2 separate regions of the Triticum aestivum genome follow, and region 2 is linked to region 1. A link is a contact called in public Hi-C data. All regions are on one chromosome and are shown on one strand. The core of a region is the stretch at or near the end of the contact, and the rest is flanking DNA. Distances in the headings are between cores, read along the strand shown.

Region 1 (3,206 bases), core at 379-2,878:
CAGACGGTTCCTAGTAATTCTGTAACATTTGCAGAAAAGCCTTCTAGGAATACAAAAAATACACATAGGTCTAGCAGATCCAACAGCTATCAGAAGCAGTCCGATTTGAGAATCCGACGGCACGGAAGCCCGTATCATGGTAGCACTTTATTCTTGGTAGCACCAGATGCTATCTCCCCGTATGAGCACCTCCAAGAACTGAGCCGGGCACATATAATCAAGCTTCTAAATAAACAAGTAAACAACAGTAATGCACAAAAGAACCCCTAAAAAAGGTAATGCACAAAAGAAGAGGATGGCCCGTTTAGAATTGAAAAGAAAATGACTCAAACCAGATACTATGAGCCAACAACAATGCTACTACTATCGGCGATGCAAGAGCTGTCCTCATGAAACAAGCGCAGACGAGTAACAATCGAGAAGCAAATCGTCACCGACATTGCTCCAAAGATCTTTGACCTATCCAGGAAGAAAAGAAGCTCCGTCTACTTGGCTCTCACCGACAAAACTTGGGTTCGCAACATTATTACCTCTCAGGGCCTCACTTTTGAGCACATTGAGCAATTCGCCACCCTTTGGGAGAAGCTCTCTAATGTCATACTCACCCCTGGAGTCGACGATAAAATTATTTGGAAGTTTTTTTTTTGAAACATAAATTATTTGAAAGTTTACTAAAGATGATGTCTACTCCGCGTTTTCTGCGTCCAATACTCGGTTTGAGGGTCTCATCGCCTCGACCATGATCTCAACAGTTTGGAAAGCTTGCCCCCCTCCCCCCCCTCCCCAAAGTGCAATTTTTTTGCTTGGTTGATAATCCAGAATAGGGTGTGAACCGCCGATAGGTTGCAACGTAGGGGTTGGCCGAGTTGCAACCTTTGCCCTCTTTGCAAGCAGGTTCAAGAGGACAGGGCGTCAACCCGTTGGCTGGGCAGCTGAGGTTGCTGCCAGCCTACCCGAGTTCGAGTCCCGACTCGGACACGCGGTCCTCACGGAGTTTCTCCTATAAAAAAATGTCAATGAGGGTTAGTCCTTGGGTTGGTCTCTTTTTTTTGCAAGCAGGTTCAAGAGACGGCGGCCCACCTCATCTTCCAGTGCCGGTTCATTGTGAGAGTGTGGACGGAGATTAAAACTTCGCTTGGTTTTCACGACATCGACCCGACAGATTGGAGACTTGTGCCCTCGATGAGGGTTTGGTGGGACGAGGTTTGTCACAAGAGGGGTGACTCGCGCAAGGCTCGTAACACCTTGATGATGCTTGTTGCGTGGGAAATCTGAAACAAGCGCAATGCGAGGATCTTCCGCAACACCGCCGCCCCTACTACCGTAGTCATCGCCAAGATTAAGGATGAAGCCTCTCTTTGGGCTCGTGCGGGTGCGAAGTATTTGAGTGATATAATGCCGTGAGAGTAATTTGTAATCGCCCGCTTAGCAAAACCATGTCTACTCCTCTTCTTAATTAATAAAAATGGTAAATCTTTTGTCTTGTTTAAAAAAAAAAGCAAATCGTGTTGGATTGCCAGCGAATGATGTGAGGTCGACGGCCGATTGAACCACGCTCCAGCGCTATGTGATTTGCGAAGGAAGAAACAGAGTCCACATCTTCCCAAATCAGGCGGGCAGCCGTGCGCGCTTTACTCGCGATTGCACTGGCCCGGAAAGGCGGAAACGTTTTGGCCCGTGCCGAGAAGCGTTCACACGCACGCGCCGACGGGACACGGCGAGGCCGACGTCACCGCGCGCGGCCGCCGCCAGCAACGGCTCAGACAGAGGCCCGTGCCTGCCTCTGCCCCAAGGAAGGCGAACACCGCACGCACGCACGCGGCCTCAAAAAAAGGAGAGCCTCCTGCTAAAAAAGAGAGGAAGGAGGTCAATCCAGCGATCTGCTTGCTTCTTCCCCGCCCGCCCGCCCTTATCGAGGATTCCATTCCAACCCCCCGTCGCCAGCCCACGCACCCACCATACCCAGCTCGAAAACGAGAGGATCATCCGCAGGCAAGGCCGGGGAGAGGATCGAATCAAGGAGGGCTCGCGTCGGGGATTGGAGCTCACGCGAACCAACCATGGTACGCCCTCTTCTCGATCAATTGGACGTTCTCGCAAGCTTGGCCTTTCTTTCAGCAAGTACCGTCGGACTGCTCTCCGCCGGCGGCCAGAGCGCGAGATTCTCTCGATCGAAGATTTGGGGGGCGGCGCTTCGAGCGTCAGGTCGTGGCCTGCGTCCACGTCATGGTTGCGAATATCGCCCATGCTTTTGCCTCTGGCCCGCCCGCCGTTCCGGGCCTTTTTGTCCTGTCGCGCCAATTTCCCCCTTCCGCATTCACCTTTTCACCTGTGCGCTTCCACGTGTACTTTTACTGGGCGGTAAAGGTGGTCATCCGTTTTCCTTCCGTCGGAAAACAGAGCAAAGAAATCATAGACGCCGGCCAAATCAATACCGGGCGATCGAGCTAAGCATGTGACGTCAGATAAGATTTTATTCGGCAGGGGCAATAATCTTTGATAACCTCGTGCGCTTAGTCGCGATGTAACAGACGGCTTTTCTGTTTTTTCTTTTTTGAGTTGTTGATTGTCTTTGCAACGAAGAAAGAGGAAGAGGCACCCACGAAATGGAGTCCCCGTTCCGTCTCCTTTCCATAGCCGCGTCGGGGGCGTGCACTCCCATGTAAACGCAACGCCAAGACACATACACATAGCACCAGCTTTCGGCTGGCCGGCAAATAGCAGCAGCATCTTCAGCCGGCACTGACCTCTTCTCCACTTTATTTAGTACAAACACACACCTAGCTACTCCTACATATTCGACGGCAGGTGGACACGTGAAGGGGAGGGAAACCACACGGGTTTGATTTCGTTTTCGTTCCCGTTCATCGGCCAACTCGATTGGACCGGACTTTTCTTGGAGCCTCCCCTCCAAGGAAACGAAACCTGAATGCAACAAGCAAGAGCCTACATGGGGCGACGGCGGCGCCGACGAGCGATCCGCCATGTCTCGGTTGCTGCTACCATTCAGTTAGCACTAGAACATCACAATTGGAGCCCGTATGTATCTGACTGTATTGGTAATTGATTGGATGCAGGTTGAATCGGAGGTCGACGCATCGGCGGCACCGACCGCCACGGCCACGGCCAGGGCCTCGGCGGCGGTGCTCACCGCGCCGCTGTCGCTGGAAGGGGGCCTCGCGGCGGAGCTCCAGCCGGCGAACCTC
Region 2 (3,206 bases), core at 405-2,904, 940 kb before region 1:
GCAATCTAAGGATGGAAATGTAGAAAACCAAAGATATTCTACCATTTGGGTCATTGCCATCCATAAACATGGCATAAAAGAAGCACTTTAATGACAACAAACACTAAATAGAGGTTAATGGTATGAATGAGTACCTCTGGGATCATTTTCTCCGGCTTCTTTGAAAAGAAATACTGCCTGGAGAATTCAAAATTAGAATGAACAAAAGAAGACGGACGGAAGAGATATAGGGTGCATAAGCTGCAAAACGACACATTACCCGTATCACTTGTGCATGTGATCGGATTGTTCTTCTAATTATCTCTTTCTCTTCCTCCTTTTTAAGGTCTAGAGTATATCTAAACCGACGTGAAGCATTCAGCACAAGAGCAGCTTGCTGAAAGGAGAGAATAACCATATTTATCAGAACTAAATAATAAGTAAGGCTTATATTTGTCTACCCCGAAGGGTCCTTCACCTGTAGCCACAGCAAACTGTAATGAACCCAACTCACAACTATTATGCAAAACAAGTGCCTGGTTAGCTGTAGTATAAGTGTGATTTTGTAGCTCTAGTACAAGTGTTACTGCTTGCTTCTTTTTGTAATGTCCCCCAATACATGAAGGTACATGAACTACCCAAACCTGTGAATACCACAAAAACCAGTATTGTTTGGATGAATGACAGACCTCTGGTTTCAGTACTTTGCTTGTGTTTTAAGTTTTATTATGAGAAGTTGTCTGCCGCTCTGTGCATGTGCACAGCGGTAAAAAAGGTAGTGTCGCCAAACAGACTCCAATGCCTTGACTTAAGAGGAAACGCGGACAAAAAATGAACGTAATATGTAAATCATCGGGTCAATGACATGTCAGTAAACCTCAGTGCAGTGTATCCACTAGACCAAAAACATTAGTGTTTTGACTATTCCTCTTCTACCCCCTCTTCTTCCTGCACAGAATTAGCACGTCCCGAATCCAGCCAGGACGGAACTAGCCAGAATGGCGATATTTTGGGCATTCTGCGAACCAGCAGAGCCCGGCCTAGATCACAGTCTGACGGGAAAGGACGAGGGGAGGAAGGATCCCGTACCCTCCATCGGAGCAAGCTGTCGTGGGATGCGTTCTTATGGGGTATATCGAAGGCGTCACCGAACTCCTCCTCCTCCTCCTCGCCCTCCGCGCCCGCCGCATCCTCCGGCCTGTCCCGCTCCGGCGAGCGGATCTCCGGCGGCGTCGGCGAGCTCCCGACCGCCATGCCCGACAATCAGACACCAGCCAGCCGCCGCGTCCGCGGCAGCGCTCGCAGGAGAGATAACACCGACGACGACGACGACGACCAGAAACCCTGCAGATACACACACACAGGAGCACTCAGACAACCAAATCACCACGGGATCGATCGAACACCTCAGGGATCACTCGCCTCACCTCCCGCGCAAGCCGTCAAGGCTCTAGAAGGTTCCACGGGCGAGGCCGGCGCAAGTACGTTGCGGCTTCGCCACTGTGGTGCTGGTGCGGAGCTTGGTGATTTGTTTTGTTTTTTCTGTCTCTGCGGCCCGGATTTCGGTCGCGAATGGGGACTCGTTCTCGAGGAGATTGTTCGGGGGAAGCTTCCACGAAGCTGCGGCCGCCCCGCGAGGTCTCTCTCTCGCTGCCACGTGGGCCCGGCCGAAGCCTCAGAGCGGCCGAGCTCGTACCGGCCGGGCGGGGTAACGTGGTGGGAGCCCGGCTGTCAGTGAGAGCCGCGGCTCGGCGCGGGAGGCTCGGATCGGAGGGGGAAGGCGGGGTTTGGCGCGGGCGCGGCGGGGCGTGGGCTGGCCGGTTTGAAATGAGAAGGGGAGGGGTCATTGGGAGCCGTCGGATCGAGCCGATAGACGGCCGGGATGCAGCGTTCCTTCGTGCGTGTCAACAACTTGCTTGACACGTGAGAGTGCGAGAAAGATGTGATGATTTCATGCCTTGCGGTGTGTTCAGTCCGAGGGAAAAGTTAGAGATGATTGTTGCCTCTTGTATCTCCGAGTGGCACAAATTAAGAAACATAATCATTTTTGTATGATTTCGAATCGCCTCTTGATATTTTTGTATCGCTTCTTGAGATGGTTCTGAGTTCAAAACAGATATGAAATCAAAGAGACGACATAATGACTTTCCAATGTAGGAGTAGGTGGCATGTTCTTCCTTTTCTTTCTTTTTTATAAGGGTTCTTCTTCCTTATTCCTTAAGCTCCATGCATAGTCGCCACACTACTAGTTGGCCACTAGGCGCTCACAAACGAAACATGCCGCGGGATACGATGGATCTGTGGTCAAGTGGCCGGCGTGGGTCACGGGCAGCTTGTCACCTTCCAACAGGAGAGTTGGCCGGCGGGAATGTGGAATTTGTTACCCTTTCCCCGATAGATTCGTTGCCAGTCAACAATAGAGACCGGGGCCACCGGGGCCTGGCAAGTACAGAGGGTCGGACACTGACGCGACGGCCGTACTGTATGTGTATTTTCCTCAGAAAAGAATTCATACGCCCAAGTCCACATCGCTCGTTTTCTGTTGCATACGACGCAGTCCACGTCGCTTTGTTACCCACTACGCTCCCAAAATCTCGGGCCTACGCTAAGAAAACACTCTTTGGTACCTCAGAATCCCTGACGATGAGCCGGCCAGTGTTACTAGCTCGTAGCGTCAGCGGCCGTCGATCTTGCACGTCGACGACTGCGGATATTACCGTGGATTCAACGACCCTGCAGAAGCCAGTAGCTCCCTCGCGCATGTCCAGAGAGCTGAACTGCCTGCACATGGTTTTACAGATCAGGCCAGAGCGTACAGACTGGAACGGTGCGGAGTTCCAGGAAACACAACTTGAGCAGTTTTGACCAATCAGGGTTCCATCTACCAACCGTTTTTTCCTGTATATAAATTACAGATTGCATACACGGTGAGGAATATCTGGTCTGGAGTTCTGGATACGGCAGCAGAGACCTCTACTCTCTCTCTCTCTAGATGGTGGAAATTTTGAAAAGCTAAAAAATTCTGTTGGAAATACACACTCCACAACCGTGCTTTCAGTGCGCCAGTTGCTTTGATTTCATGTGGTTCAGTTTTAGAAGCACCATTGAGTAGTATAACATAGCTCACGGGACGGGGCACCGCATCAGTGTTCCTCCGCCACGGTCAAACTAATGGAGATGAGCAAGGTCCCGTTGCGGTGGTGGTATCGTCCACGGCTTCGAAGATT

The links. Hi-C and Micro-C count contacts between places; a contact is called where the count stands out from the background.
Region 2: a contact with region 1 is called in a Hi-C map of leaf, with 6 times the contacts expected there. The contact joins the promoter of LOC123168998 here to the promoter of LOC123167642 in region 1. A contact is called at or near these places in 2 of 5 Hi-C or Micro-C datasets (both in leaf).

The regions. Positions count from the first base shown.
Region 1 is chr7D:229,532,902-229,536,107 of IWGSC CS RefSeq v2.1, reverse strand. It overlaps LOC123167642 (oxysterol-binding protein-related protein 4C), which reads left to right and starts at 1,628. Exons shown (of 6, transcript XM_044585477.1): 1 at 1,628-2,063; 2 at 3,078-3,206. The coding sequence starts at 2,061.
Region 2 is chr7D:230,474,183-230,477,388 of IWGSC CS RefSeq v2.1, reverse strand. LOC123168998 (calcium-transporting ATPase 5, plasma membrane-type) reads right to left here and starts at 1,654. Exons shown (of 35, transcript XR_006484595.1): 1 at 1,407-1,654; 2 at 1,069-1,323; 3 at 260-376; 4 at 135-177. LOC123168999 (serrate RNA effector molecule) reads right to left here. Exons shown (of 12, transcript XM_044586861.1): 12 at 2,839-3,206.